Regions from separate parts of the Ovis aries genome. Here region 1 is linked to region 2. A link is a contact called in public Hi-C data. All regions are on one chromosome and are shown on one strand. The core of a region is the stretch at or near the end of the contact, and the rest is flanking DNA. Distances in the headings are between cores, read along the strand shown. Region 1 overlaps RALGPS2 (Ral GEF with PH domain and SH3 binding motif 2). Region 2 has its middle 28 kb from the start of TEX35.

Region 1 (5,916 bases), core at 639-3,138, 210 kb before region 2:
AATGTTCCCTTGGTATCTCTAATTTTCTTGAAGAGATCTCTAGTCTTTCCCATTCTATTGTTTTCCTCTGTTTATTTGCACTGATCACTGAGGAAAGTTTTCTTATCTCTCCTTGCTATTCTTTGGAACTCTGCATTCAGATGGGTATATCTTTCCTTTTCTCCTTTGCTTTTCGCTTCTCTTCTTTTCACAGCTATTTGTAAGACCTCCTCAGACAGCCATTTTGCTTTTCTGCATTTCTTGTTTTGGGGGATGGTCTTGATCCCTGTCTCCTGTACAATGTCACGAACCTCCTTCCATAGTTCATCAGGCACTCTGTCTATTAGATCTAATCCCTTGAATCTATCTCACTTCCACTGTGTAATCGTAAGGGATTTGATTTAGGTCATACCTGAATGGTCTAGTGGTTTTCCCTATTTTCTTCAATTTAAGTCTGAATTTGGCAATAAGGAGTTCATGATCTGAGCCACAGTCAACTCTCCATCTTGTTTTTGATCACTGTATAGAGCTTCTCCATCTCTGGCTGCAAAGAATATAATCAGTCTGATTTAAGTATTGACCATCTGGTGATGTCCATGTGTAGAGTCTTCTCTTGTGTTGTGGGAAGAGAGTGTTTGCCATGACCAGTGTGTTCTCTTGGCAAAGCTCTATTAGCCTTTGCCCTGCTTCATTCTGTACTCCGAGACCAAATCTGCCTGTTACTCCAGGTGTTTCTTGACTTCCCACTTTTGCATTCCAGTCTCCTATAATGAAAAGGACATCTTTTGGGGGTGTTAGTTCTAAAAGGTCTTGTAGGTCTTCATAGAACCGTTCAACTCCAGCTTCTTCAGCGTTACTGGTCAGGGCATAGACTTGGAATTACCGTGATATTGAATGGTTTACCTTGGAAACGAACAGAGATCATTTTGTCATTTTTAAGACTGCATTTCGGACTCTTTTGTTGACTATGATGGCTACTCCATTTCTTCCAAGGGATTCCTGCCCACAGTAGTAGATATAATGGTCATCTGAGTTAAATTCACCCATATCCTGAACCTAATCTCAAAGAAATAGGCAAACCTAAACTGAAGTATGGTCTACAGATGCAGTCTTTTAAAAATGCCACTGTTATGAGACACTAAGAAAACCCGAGGAACCATTACAAATGAAAGAAAACACCAAGACACATGATAACTACACCCTCTGTACTGGACTACAATAAGTGCTATAAAGACGTTATTGGGGGCAATTCAGAAACCAGAATACAGACTGCAAATCAAAGTACTGTATCAGTTTCCTGTATTCAATAACTATATTGTGGTTATATAAAAAAAATAAATTTGCTGTTAAGAAATAAACTAATCCCAAATATTTCAGAAAAACAGCATATATGTGTGTATGAGGGAGAAATAAATCAATTACAAAGTAAACAGGGCAAAATGTTGAAAATTGGTGAATTTGTATAGAGGGTAAACAGGAGCTTTCTTTACTACTCTCATAATTTTCTTTTTGGTTTGAAAGTCTTTCAAAGTAAAAAGTGGAGGGAATCCTACAAGTTCTTCTGAGTTATACAAAACTTTCTTGGCCTTAAAATCTTCATTTCATAGTGTGTGTATGATCAGTCACGTCCAACTCTTTGTGACCCCATGGACAGCAGCCCAATAGGTTTCTTGGTCCATTTCCAGGCATGAATACTGGAGTGGGTTGCCATCTCCTTCTCCAAGGGATGTTCCCAACCCAGGAATTGAACCTGCATTTCCTGTGTCTCTGTACTGCAGGCAGATTCGTTACCACTGAACCAGTGGGGAAGTCCCCAAAATCTTCAACTTGCAAAATTTCAAAGAATAAGGTACATTTCTAATAAAAAGTATAACTCTTTCCACCAATAGATGGCGTTAGTGGCCATTTATTTAGTGTCACTTTCAACCTCAGAGCCAGAACCCATCTCGTGAACAGTGTTCTGGAACTAAGCTACATAAACCCTCAAATATTTCTGCCTCATGCTACTTACTACCAAGAATAACACAGATGAACATTATTTAAGAGGTGGAAAGGTACTTTGGAGATCTCCACTTGGAGTACATTTCAAAGCTCCAGGTCTTCCTTTATTCCTTCCAACTCCCTAGGAGAATCACTGCTGTAGTAATTTACTATAAAGCAACATGAAACCACTGTATCCTTCAAATGTGCAAGAATAAAAAGGGAAGGGAAGAAAAATAGAAGTAAAGGAAAGAAGGAGTGGGTGAGTTTGCTTCCAATCTCCTGATTTTACAGCTAGACAACAATCTAATGGGAGGGAGGTCATGTGATCTGGCCAAGCTCACATCATTAAAGGGACAGGTAGCTCTTAAACACAAGCCTTCTATCTGCTAATCCTTGGTGCTTTCTACAATGCCAAATTACCCTCTTCCTACTAATCCTTAACTGGATGTTTAAGCACTGTGGAAATGTGGGAGTGGTAGAGGGTAAAATATCTGGTTTCTCTCTTTTCACTTCTAATAGAAGTTCATTACGTAAACATGATGACAAAGGAAAACACCATGTACAAAGGCTAGGGACAGTGAAATCCTTTGTCACTGGCATTCAGGGAACAGTCAATAGTGGAGTACAATATAATTAGAGGGTAAAATGTAAAAAAGAGTCTTGGGAAGCATCAGGAAGTGAGTCTGGAGAAGCTGGTATAAAGGGCAACGTTTGCCACAGTAAAAACAAAAGCTTGGACTGGAGGCAATAAAAAGACAGTCCTTATAAATGGGACTATTAAATTACAGGATCTTACAAGTCTCATTAAGAAGATATACATACATACACATACACAGTGATAGAAAGACATTCCTGTTGAATTCATAAACCTCAACAAATGGGTACCTGTGTAATTACTTCAAGTACAACAGATCCTCAATGTTTAAGAGTGATCTGTCCCAAGACATCTTGAAATATCCTCAAATTTGAGAATGTTACTATAGTATACAGCACATTAAAGTATAACTAATTTTTTTTACTCCAACAGACTTTCAATGATTCTTAAAAACCCTGAAATGATGTGGGAAATTCTGAAAGAGATGGGAATACCAGACCACCTGACCTGCCTCTTGAGACACCTATATGCAGGCCAGGAAGCAACACTTAGAACTGGACATGGAACAACAGACTGGTTCCAGATAGGAAAAGGAGTACATCAAGGCTGTATATTGTCACCCAGCTTATTTACCTTATATGCAGAGTACATCATGAGAAACACTGGGCTGGAAGCAGCACAAGCTGGAATCAAGATTGCCGGGAGAAATCTCAATAACCTCAGATATGCAGATGACACCACCCTTATGGCAGAAAGTGAAGAGGAACTAAAAGCCTCTTGACGAAAGTGAAAGAGGAGAGGGAAAAAGTTGACTTAAAGCTCAACATTCAGAAAACGAAGATCATGGCATCTGGTCCCATCACTTCATGAGAAATAGATGGGGAAACAGAAACAGTGTCAGACTTGATTCTTGGGGGCTCCAAAATCACTGCCGATGGTGACTGCAGCCATGAAATTAAAAGATGCTTACCCCTTAGAAGGAAAGTTATGACCAACCTAGATACCATATTCAAAAGCAGAGATATTCCTTTCCCAACAAAGCTCCATCTAGTCAAGGCTATGGTTTTTCCAGTGGTCATGTATGGATGTGAGAGTTGGACTGTGAAGAAAGCTGAGTGCCAAAGAATTGATGCTTTTGAACTGTGGTGTTGGAGAAGACTCTTGAGAGTCCCTTGGACTGCAAGGAGATCCAACCAGTCCATCCTAAAGGAGATCAGTCCTGGGTGTTCACTGGAAGGACTGATGCTGAAGCTGAAACTCCAGTATTTTGGCCACCTCATGCGAAGAGTTGACTCACTGGAAAAGACCCTGATGCTGGGAAGGATTGGGGGCAGGAGGAGAAGGAGATGACAGAGGATGAGATGGCTGGATGGCATCACTGACTTGATGGACATGAGTTTGAGTGAATTCCGGGAATTGGTGATGGACAGAGTCCTGGCATGCTGTGATTCATGGGGTTGCAAGGAGTTGGACACGACTGAGTGACTGAACTGAACTGAACTGAATCTCTAGTTATTTGCAAGTTGCAAAGCAGACTCTTCTACATCATGAATTTATTAACCCACCACAGAATCTTACAATTTACCCCAAATTCCTCTTTCTAGATGTACTCTCTTCTACTTCTCTTTGATCACCAGAAATAGTTGCCTCCTGCAGCACAAACAGTTCTCGCATCAAAAGTTTCTACACAAAAAAACCCAGAGAATAACAAATGTGCCTACCAGTGGCAGACTAGGACCAATATGTGCCCAGCAAAATTACAAATTATCAGGTCATACACCCTCCCAGTCATTCACCGAACAGTGAAAACCATAAGTGTTAATTTGCGAAAGATGGGGCTCTATTCTAGCAGCAACTGACTAGCCAAAAAAAAGCATCACTTACTTTAGTAGCAAAGACCCACTGGCCTTTTAAAAGCAGCAATGCCTGTAACAATATAAATATTAGCATAGCAACTTGTAGCTTACAACACACACCTTACCACAATTTTGGCAGAAGGATTTCAAGCAATCTTGTATTACTAGATTTACAGCCTAGTTTTCCATTCAGACATTTTATTAAGAACCAAGAGTACTGGATCTCCGAAGATGTTTGCTCCTGCATCCTGGGGCCACCCAGTGACCAGAGGAAGGGAATTGCCTGCATAAAGACTGAGGTGCTATAGGGATTGAGACATTCTTCATTTATTTTAATAGCCCCCTGAGATAAATATTATTACATTCAACTTAGGAAACAGGCTCACGGAGGTTAAGAGGAGGAATATCTCTTATGAGTAAGGAACTCTCTCCTAGAATTTTCCTTCTTCCATCCTTATCCATACCTTTCCCTTCCAAAGGGAAGGATTCTCTGCAAGTCTCAGTCACTATAATTCCTCCATATTTACTTATGTCTGTCAAGGAGGAAAGGTGAGGATGGCTTTCACAGAGAACCTGATATTTGAGATGAGCCTTAACAAGCAAATGTTGGGCAGATGGAAGGTAATGGTAAGGACATTCTTGACAAGAGTAAATAATACCTGCAAAGACAGAAGAATGGAAGAAATTGGCATGTCAGGACAATGCTGGTTAAATGTGTTGCAGAAAAAGTGTGCATGCATGTACGTGTGCGTGTGTGTACAGAAATGAATAATCTATGAAGACAGACTGGAGGAAGATCACAAAATATTAACAACAGCCTGGGAAGAAACATGCACTTTACTCTCTAAATCAAGGTTTCTTAACTGAGAGATCATGAATTAAACCCTAGGGCCATGAAATGCCCTGCTCCCCAAAGTATGAAAACTGTGTGATAAACACACACACACACACAAAATCATTTTCCTGGATCTGTAGCTATCAAATGATTTTCAAAGGAACTCAGAAATAAAAAGTGGTTAAGAACCACTACTCTGAATGACTGGGAATCACTGTGTAATTTTTTATAGGCAGAGATGTGTGCCATAACACTTCCATTTTAGAAAGGTAGCTGGCAACATCTGCGGAAGTTGATGGATTAGAGAAAAGAACCCTTAAAAGCAGAGGGTGATAAGAAGGTATTACCCTGCTCCAGCCAAGAGGTTATAAGTACTTCTATTAAACACACACACACAACCTAATTTCAGAGACTTTTCAAAGGTAAACTTGCTAGAATTTGTTGACCACCTGCATATGGGTTGTAATGGAGAAGGGAACCAAGCCTTTTTTTTTTTTTTTTTTTTAACTCTAACTAAAGAATTAAAGAGCTAACTCTCTTTCTCAGTTAAAGCTCCTGTCATCCACTCTCCCCACACCATCATCAAGAAAAGCCATTCAATACAGCAGAGCAGCTGCAAGTGACAAGGTACCTCTTTCTTCCATCTGCAACCAGCCACCACTGGGAAA
Region 2 (6,406 bases), core at 2,164-4,663:
TGGCTTTCGCAGCTCCAGAATCAGAGCAGAAAAGGCGGGGACGTGGATTCCTTGGGTCTTCAGTGGAAAAGCCAAAGATCATTTTCCTGGCATTTTGATGAGGTGGAAAGACTCTGGTTTGTGAATCACAGCAGCTGGGCTTGATCCCTGAGCCCCTCTTCTGTCTTCACTGCATATACCCTGGGTGTTCTAGGCACCCAGGATGCCCAGGTAGGCGGCAGCACGTTCATGGGGGATTGTGACTCGGCCAGCTGTTACCCTCCCTCAGCCTTGCTTTCCTGCTCTGTAAACAGACAATGACATGGACCCCTCTCAGGGAGAATAAGCAAATGTGAGAAGTGGAAACACAGCCCGGGCACTTGCATGGTCAAACAAATCTTGCAGTCAGTGACCTGCAGCCCAGCGGCTCCCTGGAGGACCCGGGTGTGCTCCTGTTCTAGTCCTGGGCTAGAGGCCCTGCACAGCCCATGGGGTCCCTGAGGCCTCCGTGGCTGCTGCAGAGCAAGTTGTCCCTGGTTAGCAAATAAGCTGAACTGATGTTTCTGTAGCTACAACCCAGAAGATTCCTGCAAGTCTAGCACCCTTCTGCCCAGCAAGGAAATGCATTATCTCTTTCTTAAAGACCCAATAAATAGTGGAAAACACATTGTGGAATCTAACTTGAAAATATAATTTTTAGAAAGTGACAAAACATTTTAGAAAAGTGATATTTTGAGAGGGTTCTAGATGCATCTGGAGCTCAGTTATGACCCTCTCAAATCTCTCATCTCAGCCAGAACCCATGTGTCCTCACAGAACTGAGGGAACAGTCATTCTCCTGTACTCTCTTGAACAGTTTCTCTTTGGATCTGGCTCCATGTAATTGGGCAGCCAGTGTCTTGGGGACACAAAGTCAGAGGAAATTCTGAGCCAGGCACCATATTTGCTGGGAAGGTGGTGTTGTTCAGTTGCTCAGTCGTGTTCGACTCTTTGCAACCCCATGAACTGCAGCACGCCAGGGTTCCCTGTCCTTCACTATCTTCCAGAGTTTGTTCAAACTCATGTCCATTAAGTTGATGATGCCATCCAACCATCTCATCCTCTGTCACCCTCTTCTCCTGCCTTCCATCTTTCTCAGCATCAGGGTCTTTTCCAGTGAGTCAGCTGTTTGTATCACATGGCCAGAGTATTGGAGCTTCCACCTCAGCCCACTCTTCCAATGAATACTCAAGGTTGAATTCCTAGGATTGACTGGTTTGATCTCCTTGCAGTCCACAGGACTCTTCACCAGCACCACAGCTCAAAGACATCAGTGCTGGGAAGGTAGAGAAAATGTTTTCCATTTCTCACTTCTTGCTCAAAGTGCAAAAATGACGGGCCTGCCTGGCCTAGTTACTGCTTTCTGTCTCTGCAGCGCTCCTGGCGCCAGCTCTCAGCTTCCTCCTTATTAATGTTCTGTGATGATCCCCTCCTGGTACTGCGTCGCCATCATCGCACAGGGTTATTAGAGGGCAGACACCAGCAGGGAATGTGCTCTGGGCTTACTCTCACAAATATTATCCCTTGTATTATCACAGCAATTACAAAATACTGCTCTTAAAAATGCAATAAGGAAATACCCAACTCTGTGGACTCTGTGTATTTGTCTGCCAACTTTCTATTTTTATGATAGCAGGTTGAGCCAGGCAGGAAAGTAAACCCCAGGGAAATGTAGTTACTTAAAGTTCTTCCAGGAGATAAGGACATGTAGACATTTTCTAAATTTTATTTAAAAACATTGTTTGTGCCTCTCTCATTCCATGAAGAATAAAAAGAATGAAAGAAATTGTGATTGACAGTGCAAGCATCTAGAGTTCAGGAGGTTCAGCTCAGAGGAATGGGGGTGGGAAGGGAAGGGAGGTGTTTTAGACTCAAATCAGAATCATTTAAGAAAAGAAAATTACATGGTTGCAGAATGCAGGTTCCATAATAATGGCTGGCAAATGATAATTTCATTTCTTACAGGATTTATCCAATGCTGCACAACTGTTTGAGGCTTCCCAAAATTCTAGGCTGATGTTAATAAAGAGCTTACCTACTAAAAGAATGGAGCTCAATGTTCCAGTGAGGTCAGGAGAAAGAAAAATAAGTAAAACCAGGCCTGGGAAAGCTGAAGAGGCTGAGTGCAGGGGAAGAAATGCTCTAGAGTTGCTGACCCTGAAGTCACACCAAGCCAGAGGAGATGCTCAGAAAGGAAGGAGGAGCTGCTGGCTGCAGGCTTCTCTCAGTGAAACATAGTGCCCCAAAGCTTCGGCTGGTATTGCTCCAAGTGGAACCTAGCCACCATGCCTGGGAATTTCTTCCAGTGTCTGTTAAAATGCAGATTCCTGGGCCCCATCCTCATCTTCTCGAATTAGAATCTTTAGAAACAAGAAGGTGGAATCTGCATTTTATACAAATAGCTCAGAGGCACGTTATCCCGACATTGCTCTTCAGCTCTCTCGGACATAGTTGGACAATGAACTTGAAGGAAGGCCCTGCTACATGTGGAGAAACATCCCAGGGGTGGTGCGGATGTGCCAAAGAAGCAGGAGGTGGGTTAGGGCCCTAAGACCTACACTCAAGGCGTGCATCAATCCCCAGGTACCTGTTCCAGCTCCACTTCTTGGCTCTCCCGGCTCCACTCTCCCCAGAAAGCTCCAGTGCTCATCTCTTTTTCTTCTCACAAACAAAAGGCAGATTCGAAATGGGCAAATGGGGCATTGCCCAGAGGCAGAAGAAGGATCAAGTCAGAAGAAGGGGAGACAGCACGTTTCCACAAGCATCTGAGAACCTTGGAAGAAAATGCCAAACAACTGTACTCAGGAGGACCCCCCACCCCCACCCCTCATTCTAGCTGGCCTGGGCCCTACTTGACAAGGTGTCTAGTCTGGGTACTCTCCGCTTCTCTGCCTCCATCTCCCCTCTCCATTCCCATCTCCCAGGACAGCATCTCATTCCCCTATTCCCCCCAACCCCCCAATATCTGCAGGAGATCAGGATGCGGCAGGCTGGTTTACTACCAAACCAAGAAGGCTGACCCCAGGTCTGGCATCGACCACTGGGCCTTCTCATTTCACTTTGCGAGAGCTCCCCTCCTCCCTGCACCCCCTCCACCCCCACTTCCTTTCCTGGGCTCCAGCACATCTGTGGCCAAGCCCTTGCCTTGGAGCCTGCTCTGTGAGATGAGAATCCCCAGGAGAGAAGTTTCTGGAAAGCAAAGGGAAGCCCTCTGTCGGAACCGAGCTTGGATGAGGTTGCAGCGGATCTCCCAGGTCGGAGCTGCGAGGCCAGGGTCCTCTGTGACAGATGGAGGGGCCCTCCTCCCCCGGGGACCCTTTCCTTAGAAGTCAGCCCCCGGCCTCTGGCGGTCAGCTCCCTACGGAGTGCGGCGCCTGCGCCACCCAGTGGGCCTGGCGGGAACTGCACCCTGCGAGCCTGGCTCCCTCCCTCCGCTGGGGCTGGACACCGAGACAGTGCTTGGCGCCGAGTGATGCGCGGGGTCAGGTTGCTATCATTCCCTTGCCGGGAACGAATCCACTTTTAGCTAAACAGTGTGCATGAAGACAGTAACATCTACTAATTTCAGTGGCGCTTGAAATTTCTCCCAGTGTCATGTTCTGGGCGGGTGGACTGTATCACAGCCCGTGGCAGAAGCGAGAGGCCTATTACCAGTCTATGCAAAGGGAACCTTGAGGTCCCTGCCTTAGTCACAGTCATTTATTCCCTGACCTCCCTTGTCCTTTAAACTTCAGTCCCTGACATGGGAAGGAAGCTGCCCAGGAAAGTGCACTCCGTCCTGGAGCCGGGGTAGCTCTCTTATGGGTCTCAGTGCTTCTCGAAGAAAAGCTGGGCGAGGGGAAGCGAGGGGGGCTTCGGAGAAGGGGGGCGTGTTCTGCCCTTCACCTTCTTGCCCTGAGGATGCTGCTTCCGGCCGGGTGATAATAGAACACGTGAATGCCGGGGGCTTGTCCTCTGCCCACCAGCCTTTGACATTGCCCTCTGTCTGAGGTGGGAATAGGAAAGTGGTTCCTGGCAGCCTGAGCCGGACTCCCCCAGCCGACCAGGTCTGCATGCCCACACCTGGGGCTGCCTTAAAGCCCTGGGTACCTCTCCGCAGGGGGCTGGGAGCCTCATGGAGCACCATTTGCAGGAAATCAAGACGTGGTGAAGACATGCGTGTACACATACATGTATCTGCATGGCTTTCTCCAGTAGGTCAAGGGCACCCACAAGTCACCTCCTCAGAGGAACTTCCGCTCAGCACCCTAGGACAACCACCCTGATCCACCTCCTGCATGCTGGCATTATTCTAGGCAGAGGGGACAGGGTAAAGATGGGACAGGGACATTCCGAGCCGAGAGAGGAGGGGAAGTGGTACCAGATGAGGGGTGAGAGGTGGCGGAAGGCCAGGACAGGTTGGGGCTTGCCAGCTAGAGTGAGGGAGGTGACTTGTTCCTGCTGCCCAATCCCTCCACTTCTCACCCCCAGACTCACACACAGCCTGTCCTCCGTACCTGCTTCAAGTCCCACCTCCCCCAGGGAACTGTCCTGATTTCAGAGGCCACAGATCTTGCCCTCACACCTACATCTCACACTGCCTTCCTTCAGCCCCACGTGGACCCTGCTGCACCAAAGTTTGATGCTCCTTAAGGACATGGAACAATAGACTGGTTCCAAATAGGAAAAGGAGTACGTCAAGGCTGTATATGGTCACCCTGCTTATTTAACTTCTATGCAGAGTACATCATGAGAAACACTGGGCTGAAAGAAGCACAAGCTGGAATCAAGATTGCCGGGAGAAATATCAATAACCTCAGATATGCAGATGACACCACCCTTATGGCAGAAAGTGAAGAGGAACTAAAAAGCCTCTTGATGAAAGAGAAAGAGGAGAGGGAAAAAATTGGCTTTAAGCTCAACATTCAGAAAACAAAGATCATGGCATCTGGTCCCATCACTTCATGGGATATAGATGGGGAAACAGTGGAAACAGTGTCAGACTTTATTTTTTTGGGCTTCAAAATCACTGCAGATGGTGACTGCAGCCATGAAATTAAAAGACGCTTACTCCTTGGAAGGAAAGTTATGACCAACGTAGACAGCATATTCAAAAGCAGAGACATTACTTTGCCAACAAAGGTCCGTCTAGTCAAGGCTATGGTTTTTCCAGTGGTCATGTATGGATGTGAGAGCTGGACTGTGAAGAAAGCTGAACACTGAAGAATTGATGCTTTTGAACTGTGGTGTTGGAGAAGACTCTTGAGAGTCCCTTGGACTGCAAGGAGATCCAACCAGTCCATCCTAAAGGCGATCAGTCCTGGGTGTTCATTGGAAGGACTGATGCTGAAGCTGAAACTCTAGTACTTTGGCCACCTCATGCGAAGAGTTGACTTGATTGGAAAAGACCTTGATGCTGGGAGGGATTGGGGGCAGGAGGAGAAGGGGACGACAGAGGATGAGATGGCTGGATGGCATCACCAACTCGATGCACGTGAGTTTGAGTGAACTCCGGGAATTGGTGATGGACAGGGAGGCCTGGCGTGCTGCGATTCATGGGGTCGCAAAGAGTCAGACACGACTGAGCAACTGAATTGAAAAGTCTTAAACTTATCATTGTCCAGTGATGCGATCCAGATTCCTGCCTTCTTGTTACCTGGCAGCAGGTGAGAGATGCCAGGACCCCTAAGGCCAGGGCCAGAGAGGGGAAGGGCCCAGGAAGGCCAGGACATAACGAATAGGACTGCCTGAGAAGGGATGTTCTTGGGAGAGACCAAACCAGAAGGATTTCAGGGCTAGGGGCCATGAGCAATGCTGAGCTGGCCAGCAGTCAGAGCAGGTACACGCGGGTGGGGCTGAGGCAAGGGGAAGGTCAAAGGGTGGGTCACACCCAGAGCAGAATGAGGGTGTGGTAGGAGGTCGGCTGAGTCATGGTCCCTGTGTGGGAGTGGGGCGCCCCTCTGGGCTGAGAGTGACAGGCTTCTGCTGGATCAGAGGGAGGCCAGGCAGCACCCACAAAGGCTGGGGAGATGTCCAGCCACCTCTATCTGGCGGGGAGGCTATGGTGAGAGGACCTTGGTCTGCACCACAGTGAACACCTGGGAATGGAATTTCCCTTGAAGGTGTTAGTCACTCAGTCATGTCTGACTTTGCAACCCCATGACTGTAGCCTACCAGGCTCCTCTGTCCATGGAATTCTCCAGGCAAGAATACTGGAGTGGGTTGCCATTCCCTTCTCCAGGAGACCTTCCCAACCCAGGGATCAAACCCAGGTACTCTGCATTGCAGGCAGATTCTTTACTGGCTGAGTCGCCAGGGAAGCCCTTAATGAACCATAATTGCTTAGAAACTGCCTGCCTCAATTGCCAGGGGCCCGTGGCTTCTGACACACTGACTTTAAACTCTTGGT

What was found. Hi-C and Micro-C count contacts between places; a contact is called where the count stands out from the background.
Region 1: a contact with region 2 is called in a Hi-C map of liver, with 5 times the contacts expected there. The contact joins two enhancer-like sites. A contact is called at or near these places in 10 of 16 Hi-C or Micro-C datasets (blood, hypothalamus, liver and 5 more).

What each region holds. Positions count from the first base shown.
Region 1 is chr12:59,568,258-59,574,173 of ARS-UI_Ramb_v3.0, reverse strand. All of the region lies in intron 1 of RALGPS2 (Ral GEF with PH domain and SH3 binding motif 2), which reads right to left. Among named protein-coding and RNA genes, the nearest start is that of RALGPS2, 26 kb to the right of the region's middle. Within about 2 kb of position 1,888, at least 7 of the 54 cell types and tissues checked have an H3K27ac peak or open chromatin away from gene starts, as enhancers often do. A contact at or near this core is called in hypothalamus and liver, where this site is marked.
Region 2 is chr12:59,360,863-59,367,268 of ARS-UI_Ramb_v3.0, reverse strand. No RefSeq gene overlaps it. Among named protein-coding and RNA genes, the nearest start is that of TEX35, 28 kb to the right of the region's middle. Within about 2 kb of position 3,413, at least 18 of the 54 cell types and tissues checked have an H3K27ac peak or open chromatin away from gene starts, as enhancers often do. A contact at or near this core is called in hypothalamus and liver, where this site is marked.